4 separate regions of the Mus musculus genome follow, and all the other regions are linked to region 4. A link is a contact called in public ChIA-PET, HiCAR-type and promoter capture Hi-C data. All regions are on one chromosome and are shown on one strand. Each heading gives the region's core, a stretch centred on a gene start, on an enhancer-like site or on the middle of the called end of the contact. The rest is flanking DNA. Distances are from core to core; before and after follow the strand shown. Region 1 holds the start of Cd37 (CD37 antigen). Region 2 holds the start of Klk1b11 (kallikrein 1-related peptidase b11). Region 3 holds the start of Zfp819 (zinc finger protein 819). Region 4 holds the start of Pold1 (polymerase (DNA directed), delta 1, catalytic subunit).

What was found. Promoter capture Hi-C pulls out the DNA fragments that hold promoters and counts their contacts. ChIA-PET counts read pairs in DNA pulled down with a chosen protein or histone mark. HiCAR-type assays count read pairs that join an accessible place to other places.
Region 1: a contact with region 4 is called in an RNA polymerase II ChIA-PET map of memory CD8 T cells, with 6 read pairs. The contact joins the promoter of Cd37 here to the promoter of Pold1 in region 4. A contact is called at or near these places in 1 of 39 promoter capture datasets (liver), 1 of 115 datasets of contacts at active chromatin or transcription factors (memory CD8 T cells) and 1 of 9 other capture datasets (pancreatic islet).
Region 2: a promoter capture Hi-C map of stem cell-derived epiblast-like cells shows a contact between it and region 4, with 3 times the contacts expected there. The contact joins the promoter of Klk1b11 here to the promoter of Pold1 in region 4. A contact is called at or near these places in 1 of 39 promoter capture datasets (stem cell-derived epiblast-like cells) and 2 of 115 datasets of contacts at active chromatin or transcription factors (both in bone marrow-derived macrophages).
Region 3: a HiCAR-type map of embryonic stem cells shows a contact between it and region 4, with 2.3 times the contacts expected there. The contact joins the promoter of Zfp819 here to the promoter of Pold1 in region 4. A contact is called at or near these places in 1 of 484 Hi-C or Micro-C datasets (embryonic stem cells) and 1 of 115 datasets of contacts at active chromatin or transcription factors (embryonic stem cells).

Annotation. Positions count from the first base shown.
Region 1 is chr7:45,237,445-45,240,192 of GRCm38.p6, forward strand. Cd37 (CD37 antigen) reads right to left here and starts at 1,395. Exons shown (of 8, transcript NM_007645.4): 1 at 1,216-1,395; 2 at 1,056-1,128. The coding sequence starts at 1,284.
Region 2 is chr7:43,994,494-43,997,255 of GRCm38.p6, forward strand. Klk1b11 (kallikrein 1-related peptidase b11) reads left to right here and starts at 1,384. Exons shown (of 5, transcript NM_010640.2): 1 at 1,384-1,457. The coding sequence starts at 1,412.
Region 3 is chr7:43,605,880-43,608,701 of GRCm38.p6, forward strand. Zfp819 (zinc finger protein 819) reads left to right here and starts at 1,290. Exons shown (of 5, transcript NM_028913.3): 1 at 1,290-1,395.
Region 4 is chr7:44,547,551-44,550,250 of GRCm38.p6, forward strand. Pold1 (polymerase (DNA directed), delta 1, catalytic subunit) reads right to left here and starts at 1,265. Exons shown (of 27, transcript NM_011131.3): 1 at 1,205-1,265. Nr1h2 (nuclear receptor subfamily 1, group H, member 2) reads right to left here. Exons shown (of 10, transcript NM_001285517.1): 10 at 2,066-2,581. The coding sequence ends at 2,435.

The sequences.
Region 1 (2,748 bases), core at 145-2,644, 690 kb after region 4:
CTCTCTCTCTCTCTCTCTCTCTCTCTCTCTCTCTCTCTCTCTCTTTCTCTCTCTCTCTCAGAGAAGATTTCTCTGTGTAACAGCCCTGGCCTTCCTGGAACTCTGTACTCTAGGTGGCCTTGAACTCACAGAGATCTGCCCACCTCTGCCTCCCAAGTGTTGGGACTAAAGACATGTGCCACCATGCCCAGCTGAATCCATTTCTTAAACTTTTTGAGGGCAAAGAAATAAAGGATCGATTTCCTGGACTTTCCTTTCCTTTCCTTTCCTTTCCTTTCCTTTCCTTTCCTTTTTTCTTTTTTCTTGAGACAGAGTCTCAGGTAACTCAGGCTGGCCTCGGACTCAGTAGCCAGGGGTAACCTGGAACCTTGTGATCTTCCCACCTACACCTCCCCATGCTGGAATGTCAGGTGTGGGCCACCACATATATCCTAGAATTGTTCTGAGCGAGGTTCGAATGAAAACGCTGTTCAATTCAGCGGTCAATGTGGTGAGTCTGAGTTGCTATGGTTTTGGTGTCCCCTCCTTAAATGGTTTCCTTGTTATTATTACTTTATTTTTGCTCTTCCCCTTCCTGGCTGTGTGACACCCAGCAAAAGACTTCCCTTCTCTGAACCTCAACAAGGGAGAGTCTCTGAGTTCCAGTCCAAAATGAGACACAGGAAGTATTTGAGAAATAGCTATTATTTCTGTTATTACTGTTCCTAACCGCGACCTCATGGTGCTGTGGTTGTTTTGGAGGCAGGACCTCATTATCCAGCCTGGGCTCCAACCCACTGTGTAGTCTAGGATGGCCTGGAACTCCTGATCTCCCACCTCCTGCGTGCTGGGATGACAGGCATGACCGGCTACATCTGCTTTACACTTCCTACTTACCAGCACACATCCAGCTTACTGGCAGTGCCAGTGGGGTGCCAGTCAGAGCTGGAGCCCTACCTGGGAAGATAGTAGCTATTGAGGGCCTCCCCAGGGCGAGTGAGATATCAGGAGATGCCTTGGGGTGGGATTCTGGGTTCAAGTCCAAAGACCCTCCCCTACTGCGCAGCCCCCCTCACCCACAAAGGACACGAAGCTGGTCTTGTCAATGAGGATCCAGGTGCCGAAGCAGAAAATCAGGCCGCCTAGTACCTAGGGGAAGAGAAGAAATGAGGCTAGGGCGGATCAAGGGCCACTGTGGCCCTGGAACCCCGGCTGGGTAGCCATGAGTAGACTCACAAAGAAGAAGAGGTTGAAAACGAAGAGGAAGTACTTGATGAGGCTGAGGCAACTCTCTTGGGCGGACATCTTCGCCTAGATGGGGAATGACCCACTCGAGAAACCCAGACAGAAGAGGTGTTGGCCGCAGGGGGGAAGGGGAATAGTGGGCAAAGAAAGACAGAGACTGAGAGGCACAAAGGAAACCGGCAGAGAAAGAGGAAGTTCCGGGGGGGTGGAGCTCCACCCCGCCCTGTTCATTTAGTGACTGTCAGCGGGGGCCCTATCTTCTTCAGGGTTCCATCGAGTGCACAGCAGTACCTGAGGGTCCTTGGAATATGTGGGTGCCAGGGACACAATGGGTTCCTCGCAGGTGTCCATAGCTCAGGCAGGGCGCACAGGGGCTTCTGATGGACTTCCACTCACGTGGGTCCTGGGACTTCAAGGTTGTTTCTGCAGAGTTCAACCTCACAGACACTCTGACCTCACTGGCTACTGGCTCCGCCCCCTGCACCCTGTGATCTTCTGCTTAGCACCCATTAGCCTCGAGCCACCGCGCTGTCTCTGCCTCTCTGTCTCTGTCTCTCTGGGCCTTTGCGGTCTCTGTCCTGTGTGTCTCTTTCCCTGGGTCTCTCTCTTTGCTCTCTTTCTTCTAGAGCAGGTGCTCCGATGTGCTTGGGGGCCAGGGTTGGACCCCTGGGGAAGTGAAAGGGCTGCAGAGGAGGTGTGACAGTCCCAGGAGTGAGGAGGGCAGCGAGGCAGTGCCTGAATATCCGGTGGAGGAAGTGAACCTCAGATGGCACTTCCTACCTCTGCGGAGAAACCTGAGGGGAGGAGGCCCCAGAAAAGCCAGGCACTGGAGTGGGGGTCACTTGAGCATACCTAGCATCTTCAAAGTTTCCTATGATGTGCCCAGAAAGAAGTCCCTGACACTTGTCAAGTCCCCAGTTCCTCACAGATTTCTAATGTGGGAAGTTCCTATCACCTATCTACCCAAAGCCTAGTTCTCTGGGACAGCAGCTGCCTTCTGAGACATGTCTCATCTATTTTCTTTCTGTATGTGTATTTGTATGTGTTAGTGTGTGTGTGTGTGTGTGTGTGTGTGTGTGTGTGTGTGTGCGCGCGCGCGCCTTTGGAGGCCAGAGGACAACATTGGAAGCTGTTCATCTTTTTTTAAAAAAATTTTAACGATGTGTGTGTGTGTGTATGTCTGCGCCACATGGTGCTTATAGAGGGCAGAAGATAGATAAATTTTCGGGACTGGGCCTCTCCTGCCACAGGCTGTGCTCCAAGGCAGGTTCTGCCATCTCCAATAAGCCAAGTAAAAGAACCAAATTTCTAGAGGAAACAGAAAAAGGTTTACACACAGTGTGGTCACATTTAGAAGGGCACAAAGCGATCTGGTGATCCCCTTCAATTCATTTTTGGGGTCCCTCACTGAGACTGAGGTGTAAATAGAAGGCTAATGTTATGCATGTCTATGCAGTCCACCATGCGGTCCTACCCACCACTGACCCACCATCGTCTGGGCTTCAACCTCAACCTGTGGTCGCC
Region 2 (2,762 bases), core at 134-2,633, 550 kb before region 4:
GAGAACTTGGTTGCCAGTTGATCACCAGGTCCTCACTTACCCTGGATTAGGGCTAGCCTGGCTTTCTTGGAGCTTACAGGGCACACATGCATGTACCCAGGTCAAATGTGCTAATTGCCATGAGAGATGTAATAGTCTAGATGCTCAACGAGAGGGGATGGGTCTGAAACCTGCAACAGTAAGTAGGTGTCAAAGGCTGGGTATTTCCCCTTCTCTGTACCAGAACCCATGCTGACTTCTTGATGTTTTAACGTTTGAGACAAAGTCTCCCTATGTAGTTTCACTGGCCTGAGTACACTATGTGCACAGTCTAACCTGGACCTCACCAAGATCCACCAGCCCCCGATTCCTAAGTTCTGGGATCAAAGGTGTGCACTAAAATATGCAGCTGCCAAGCTGAACCCTTAATGAGGCTCCTGGAGGGAAGTGACATTTTCTGGTTGCTGTTTCTTGAGAAAGGGTCTCACATGACTCAGGCTTGGCTAAACTCAACATGTAACTCATGATCTAGGAAATGAGGAAGGGAAATGTCATAGTGACCACAACATTGTTCAGAGTGGGTGACACACCCCTGAAATAAACTGAGTTTTCATACTTTTGAATAAAAGAGTGATCAAGCCATGGTAATCTGCACCATAACTTCTATTTATTTTATTTTATTGGTTTGTTTTGAGAAAGCTGTATATATTTCCCTGACTGTCTTGAAAGTCAATATGTAGACTAGGTTGGTCTACATCACATAATACTAGAGTTTAAAATCACACAGATCCACCTGGCTCTGGCTTCAAAATGTGGTATTAAAGGTGTGAACCACTACACCCAGCTCCCAAACTTCTCATAGAAACAATAAAATCAGTGACACAGAGTTCAAAGTGCAAAAAGGCAAGAACTTTGGCTTTCTCAAAAAAATTAATTGTATATACAGTGAACTGGCAGCCGTCTCATCTATCACTGGTGAAAAAAATCTTGTTCTAACTGCTACTTTCTGGGGATAATCTTGGACTTGAGGTACAGGAACTTCCTTAGAACTGGGGGTTGGGAGTCACTTGCTCCTCCATCCTCCTTTAACACCAACTCACCATTGTCCCTGACCTTGCCATCTGGCTAAGGTCCCCGGAACTCAAACAGCTCCAGGAACAACAGGCACTGCCCAAACCAGTTTCATCCCTAGGAAGGTATCCAGGGTGAACTAGGGCCTACTGTACAGCGGGCGCAACGAGGCCCTCCAATTCCACAGCCAGGAGGGTGCAAGCAGGGAGTCCACCTCTGTCAGCAAGGGCAGGGCTTAGTCAGCATCTGGGTGGCAACAGGACAGGGGTGGGGCTGTGGGGAGAATGAGTGTATTTAAAATATCCTGAAGAGCCTCAAAAGCTCCAAGCTCACCTCCTGCAGCTCCTGGACACCTGTTACCATGTGGTTCCTGATCCTGTTCCTAGCCCTGTCCCTAGGAGGGATTGGTGAGATGAGGGAAAGGGAGGGGTCACAGCCCTAACTCTCCTGCTGCCTTTGACCCTGGCCATCCCTCTCTCCTCTCCCCTGACCCCAGCTACATCATGAACCATCACCTGCTCCTCCTTCTCTGCCCTGCACAGTGCCAGGTCCCTCACAGTCCTTGCTCTCAGGACAGATGCGGGTCCAATCCCACTTTCCAGAAATTTCTCCTCTTTCTTAGAAACCTGACCATCTCTGAGCTTCTCCAGTCTTTCTAAGTAACCCAACTTCTTACCAAACTTAGGACCTCAGATTTCCCTACAGTATATTGTTTTTCCTAGAGCCTCATAGCCCTAAGCCTGAGTCAGAGGCTTGCCTAATCCCACACTAGAGCCTTAGGCTGTCCAGCAGCTGCCAGCCTTCATCTGTGTTTGCTACATGATGACAACTGGTCCCCCAACAATGGGAGGGTCTCTTACTGAATGGAGACTTCTGTTAGGCTAAGATGACTGTCCAGCTAAACTCAAGCGAATCCTCCTGGTTCCACCTACCCAGCTCTGGGGTTACAGGCACACAGCATCTCACCTGACTTTTTCCCTGTGTTCTGGAGGGTTCAGCTCAGGTCCTAATGCTTGCATGGCCAATTGTGTAACAACCAAGCCATCTCCAGCCCAGCTCTTGGGAATAAGTTCTGAGTTAGTGTCTCATGATGTAGCCCATGCTTGTCTTCATCCATGGCAATGCCTCTGCCTCAGCCTGCTGGGTACTGAGGTTATAGAGAAGTGCAGCTATGCATGGCTTGCCAAGATATCCTGTTCCCAAATGCTGTGCCTTGGCCTGCTCTTAACACTCATGCCTCTCTCCCTACGCTGCAGGCTCCTGTCCCATCTCATCAGAGCTCCAATGCACAGCTCTAGTTCCCACTCTCTACAGGACACCCCAAAAGACCCCAATACCTAACCCTTGTACCTTACATAATTGGATCCTCCTCTCTGCCTCCCAGTGGCCTCGCTTGATCTAACAGTTTTTACTTCTGTCCAGAGGCTTTAATTCCTTTTCCACTCCTGTAGTGGGGCTGCCTAAGAGAACAATGATCCTATCCAATGCCCAGACCACTTGCCCACCTGCACAGGAGCAGAGCCTTTTCCTCACAGTCCCCCAGAATTTCCTTCTATCACTGCTTGTCCCAACCCAAACTCCTTTTTAAGGGAGTCCCACCCTCTTAGATGTCATCTCCACCACAGACCCTAACAGGAGTCCAGGCCCTATCCTTGACCCTGCTCCTTTTACCTGGAAATTCCTCAATCTCTCCATCCCAGCTGCCACTTCAT
Region 3 (2,822 bases), core at 40-2,539, 940 kb before region 4:
TTGACTTTGCAGGGCTTTCTGATCTCTTTCAGACCCTTGAATCAGGCCAAGTCATTCACTCTGTAAATTGTCCCTGCATGTCGTCCCCACATGCTGCTGCTTGGCCTCTCCCTATCCTTGTTTTCCTCCTCGCCAGCCAGTTCAACACTGTTTCTATTATGCACTGGCCGTTGTAGCTGCTGTTATTGTTGTTTGTTTATTTCTGTTTTATTTCGTTTTTAAATTCTACCTGTAAGTGAGAATAGATACTTTTCCTCAGGGAAGCATGACATGTTCCAAGGATGTGTTAATCCTGAGATTCGTCAGAGAAAAACCAATTCCAGCTTTTGGGCCAAATTTAAAGCAAGCTTCATTAAATATTAAATACTGACACAAAAATGGACTTAGGTCAGAAACATTCCCTGAAATTTCCCAGTCTCCAGCCACGTGTTGCAGGCGTTTATAAGAACAAACCTATAGGCCATGTACTTTGCCATGAGAAGGTTGATATTTTCCAAGAACTACAATTCCCAAGTCCAGTGTGATGGCGCAGGTCTTTAATCCCAGAACAGGCGGATTTCTGAGTTCGAGGCCAGCCTAGTCTACAGAGAGAGTTTCAGGACAGCCAGGGATACACAGAGAAACCCTGTCTTGGGAAAAAAAAAAAAAAAAAACCAAAACAACAACAAAAAGAACTACAATTCCCAATATTCCAAGAAGTTACCGGTCCCTGGGTAGGTGGGGCTAACATTCATTTTTGGTTCGCAAGAAGGCTCATTTCAGATCTTTAATGTTCCATATGGCTTCACTTCCCATTTCCCAATAACTCTTCCTAGTTTTCAAGTTTTAGAAAACTAGAAGAAAAGTCTTAAGTCCGTGTGAAAACATGGAGAAATTTTTTTAGGAATATGCAATATAAATGTCTCTTAAATTCGTGACTAAGGAGCCTCAGACTTTTAGTCTGTGACATTCCACATGATCCATGGATGTACGGAAATGAAGTACTCTGATGATGACTTTCGCATAATTGAAATATGGACATAGCCATAACAATATGGGAGTGGCGCGTGGGTGGTGGTAGTGGCAGAGTGTACACCGTTATAATTATTGGCAAAGAGTATCTTCGCACGTGATGGTAGGCATGCGCAACACAACTTTAGTGCTTGCAAGCGATAGGGTATATGGGCAATACCGATTTCCGCCAGAAAAGTGGCTGAGGTGAAGTTCATTTTAAGTAGGTGTGTCCTAGAGCGTCCATTTCCGCTTAGATCGTCACGTGGTTAGTTGTTATCGTTACCAGGACGCCGCGGGAGTTTGGATTCTGAACACTGGGGAATCCTCAGCGTCCACCCGGCGTGCCGCGTGCAGAGCTCTCTGAAGTGGCTGCGCAGGAAGGATGCTGGCTGCTGAGCGCTGGTTTGTGTTGAGTGATGACTGAGGCAGCTGTAGGGGGGTGCCGGTGCGTAGCTGGGGTGGGCGTCCTGTGGGGGTCGGGAGAGCAGGGTCGAGGGTGGCGTTGGAGCCGGCTACTGTGAACCTGGGACTGGTGAGTCTGTGAGGGCGACCGTGCTGCTTGCATAACTGGGAGTGTTTGCTTTAGACCATGACTGGCTGGAGTCCGGATCAGACACTGGCATGTGAGAGGCGAAAAAGTGAGTAAAGATGGAAAATGAGTGTATTCGTGGTTTTGACTTACACTGGGGCTTCAGCATCCTTGGTCTGTCCAAGCCTAAGCAGTGTCAGAATTGATAGAAGGGATGGAACGATCTTCACAGCTCGTAGCTGTGGGCTCGAGCCCGCAGAACTGGGAGAGGAGCCTTTGTTCAGGTGCTGGGGACCCGATCTTTGGGCCATTTCCCTAATATTTCCCAAAGGGGAGCTGGTGCTGAGAAAGAAAAAACATTTGGAGCTTTCTAATTACCAGAATGAATATTGGAGTCCTTGAAGGTATGTGGGTGAGTCCGTGATGGCCATGGGACCCCTATGAACATGGCAAGGATGTGTGATGGGCAGTTGAGCAGGGTGGTGCTGTAAATAAGTTTTAGGGAAAGTGATTGGTCTTCTGCAGCCCCGACAGGTTGGCCATGGTCTAGTACTCCTATTGAAAAGACTAAGCTAGTCATGGTGAAAAGCAGAGAGGAGGGGGCAGTTCAAATTAGCCTCCTTGGGCAGTACCTAGCACCCTAGCCTCCTCTTTCTAGGATCCAGCCCGTACTACCTCCTATGGTAATCGGGAGGAGACGCCACACCCTGCCAGACAGCTTTGTTATGTAAACTTCTTGACAGGCAATTCTTGATCTCTTGAATCTCCATGACTGACTGGGGTTACTTCTTCTTCTGTGGCTAGTTTGAACTTTCTCAAGCAGAAGTCTAGACTAAAGAGGTTTACTTAAGTAGCCCAAGCTGGTCTCAAACTTGGCAGCCATCCTCCTGCTTCTGCTTCCTGAATGTGTGGTGTAGCTTGGGAGTTCCCAGAAATTTAAAGGTTTTTGTTGTTGTTGTGTTTGTTTTTGTTTGTTTGTTTGTTTGTTTTTTGTCTTTTGCTTAATTGGCCGAGTAGTCAGGGGACACAGTTATATGGGATCCTATCCTTCCGAGTTCCTTCTTCTGTTTTCTCAGCAAAACCCCCTGTGGTTTCACCTCTACATTTTATTTCCCTGTTTATTTTAAAGCTGGTAGATGTATGACCTTTGTCAAGTATGCAGATTGCTGTTGGGCGAACTTGGCTGTTAGTCATCTTCTACTCTGAATATTTAAGGGGTTGTTTTTGGGTGTGTGCGGTGGAATGGGAGATGGGCAGCAGACACTAGCAGTGGTCTATTTTATCTGTCTGTAGCTGGTGC
Region 4 (2,700 bases), core at 15-2,514:
TTGAGACATCATCTCACCAAGCTGCCCTAGCAGGCTTAGAACATGCCATCCTCCTGCCTCCAAAGGCTGAACAATTGTTTCATGTCACCTCTCCCAGGGCTGCCAGATCCAAGGATTCCTGTACCTCTCCTGGAGGGGTGGCCCCTTAAGCTCCTCCACTCCCACAAACTGCTTCTGTCACCTCAGTCTCCCCTTTTCCCGGACAGGGATGTTCTTGGAGGCACAACGTTCCCATTCCCCTCAGGACAGTCAGACCCAGGTGCAAGCCCCACTCGCTAGAGGGATGCTCTCTGAAGCTGCAGCATCCTGCAGGACAGCTGTCTTCACTCCCACTCCCGCTGTGGTGATGGTGGCACACTAAAACAGTAACCATTCATTTTCCCCAGGGTACCTCACACACTGCCAGCTTCACACCTGGCTCCTCCCCTGGGACCCTGCAGTGACAGTTGCTCTGGGACTGTGGGATATGTCTCACCTCCCCCACCAAACACCAAACTGGGTAAGCAGACTGTCCCATCTAGTATCAATTTGCTTGTTCTATTTAGTATATAAAGCATCACATGGGGCCCGATGTGACAGCGGAATGGATATTTGAGCTTGTTGGCCAAGCTGAACAGCCTGAGTTAGATCTTAGGGAATCCACATAGCGGAAAGAGACAACGCCACAAAGTTGTCCTCAGATCTCCACGTGCGCATCATAGCGCACGCACTAAGAAAAAAAGAAAAGGCTCTAAGGCATTACTTTTCCTCCCATTCCTACTTTTTAAAAAAAATTTGGGGTTTTGAGGCAGGGTTTCTCTTGTGTATCCCTGGTTATCCTGGATCTCACTCTGTAAACTAAACTAGCCTCAAACTCGGAGATCCGCTTGTCTCTGCCTCACGAGTGCGGGGGATAAAAGTGCGCCACTATTCCCGGCTCATTCCTACTTCTTGCTGGACTTTCTGATACCGTCGCCTTGTCTCTCGAACAGCGGAACAGGCACCAACGCCCTGCACCTCCGGCCCCTCCCTCCTGGCTAGCGTGCACGCCGCTGAGCCCACACCCGGACAGTCCAGCGCACCCCAGGTCCTAAGCTCCAGGGGATCTGTCCTTTGCATTGCCAGCCTTGCTCTATCCTTCCCCCAGCTGCAGACATTCTGCGAGCACTCTGCTCGAGGCGTCAGCTGCGCGACCGAGCGCCCCATACTCTTCTTCCTTACTTACCGCCTCAAACAGCTTTTCCCGCCACAAGATACGCCGCCGTGACCCCTGAACCCTCTGCGCGCAGGCCCAGAGCTGCGGCGCGCCCGCTGGGTCCCGCCCCTAGCCCGCTTGGGCGATCAAACCACGTCCCACTCTGGAGGACCCACAACCACGCCTCTCGCAAGTGGCCCCGCCCCATGACGCTAACGGAACAAGGACACGCCCCCAGCATCCTGGCTCTTAGGGGTTTGGCCTGCGGTCCCCGAGCGCCCACTGCAGGAGCGTTAGAAGACTGCCACAGTGGATGCTACCCTGATGCTTTGCTAGAAGCAAGCTTCTTTTCTGTTTTCCTCAGAGTCCCTACACGCCCAGGTTCTTGTATAACTTCTGTTGCCCCACAAATCATTTCCTGACTTATGACACTCATGGCCAGATGCAGTCCTCAGCTTTTGAAAACCTGGCCCTAAGAAGTGTTCTTTTGGGCTGGTGAGATGGCTCAGTGGGTAAGAGCACCCGACTGCTCTTCCAAAGGTCCGGAGTTCAAATCCCAGCAACCACATGGTGGCTCACAACCACCCATAATGAGATCTGATGCCCTCTTCTGGTGTGTCTGAAGACAGCTACAGTGTACTTACATATAATAATAAAATAAATAAAATTAAAAAAAAAAAAAAAAAAAAAAAGAAGTGTTCTTTTGAGACCCTCCTCTTAAAGTTCCTCTCCTTTTCCACTGGCCTCCATCCGCCTTAGTGTCTCAAACTATGCTGTATGAAGATAACCTGTCTTCGGCGGAGCGACCCCTACCCCTGTGGCCTGAACCTAGACCAAGCGCAGTCACCTGGGCAGAGAGATGGCCCACCCTCTCCACACTGGGCTCAGGAATGGCTTGTACTCAAACTTTATTTTTGTTTTTTTATTAAATAAAAGGGGCAGAAGAGAGGGCCTGTGGTCTCCCAACTGTGGGGGGCCACCTGCCCTAACCTCTCTCCACTCAAGGTGCATGGTGTGGTAGGCTGAGGTGTAAGCGTGGGTGGGAGGGCAGCTGGGAACGGTCAGAGGCTAGGACCTGTGACCCTCACCACTCTTGGAAGACTCAATGGGTGGGGTGGGGCCTTCTAGTGCCAACTGCCGCTGAGTTTGAGGCTGAGCCCGAGGGACTGGGCCGTGACAATGTCCTCCCACCCCAGGAGGAGAGGTGAAGAGTCCATCTTCAAGAAGACACCACCAAGGCTGGGGCACTTGTGGCTGCCCCTACTCGTGCACATCCCAGATCTCGGACAGCAAGGGCGGCAGCTTCTTGTCCTGGAGTCGCAATGCAAAGACCTGCTCCGAGTGCACGGAGCTGAGGGTGCGCAGGCTCACCAGCTTCATGAGCATGCGTGGGAAGCGGAGCTGGTCCTGCAGGGAGAGGAGGCAAGTCGGTCCTGCTGGGGCCCTGTCCTGCAAAGCCAGCTTTGTCTGGAAAGCCAGCACCCTGAGTGGTCAGGCCCCAGGCTCAGTGTGCCCAACATGTGCCA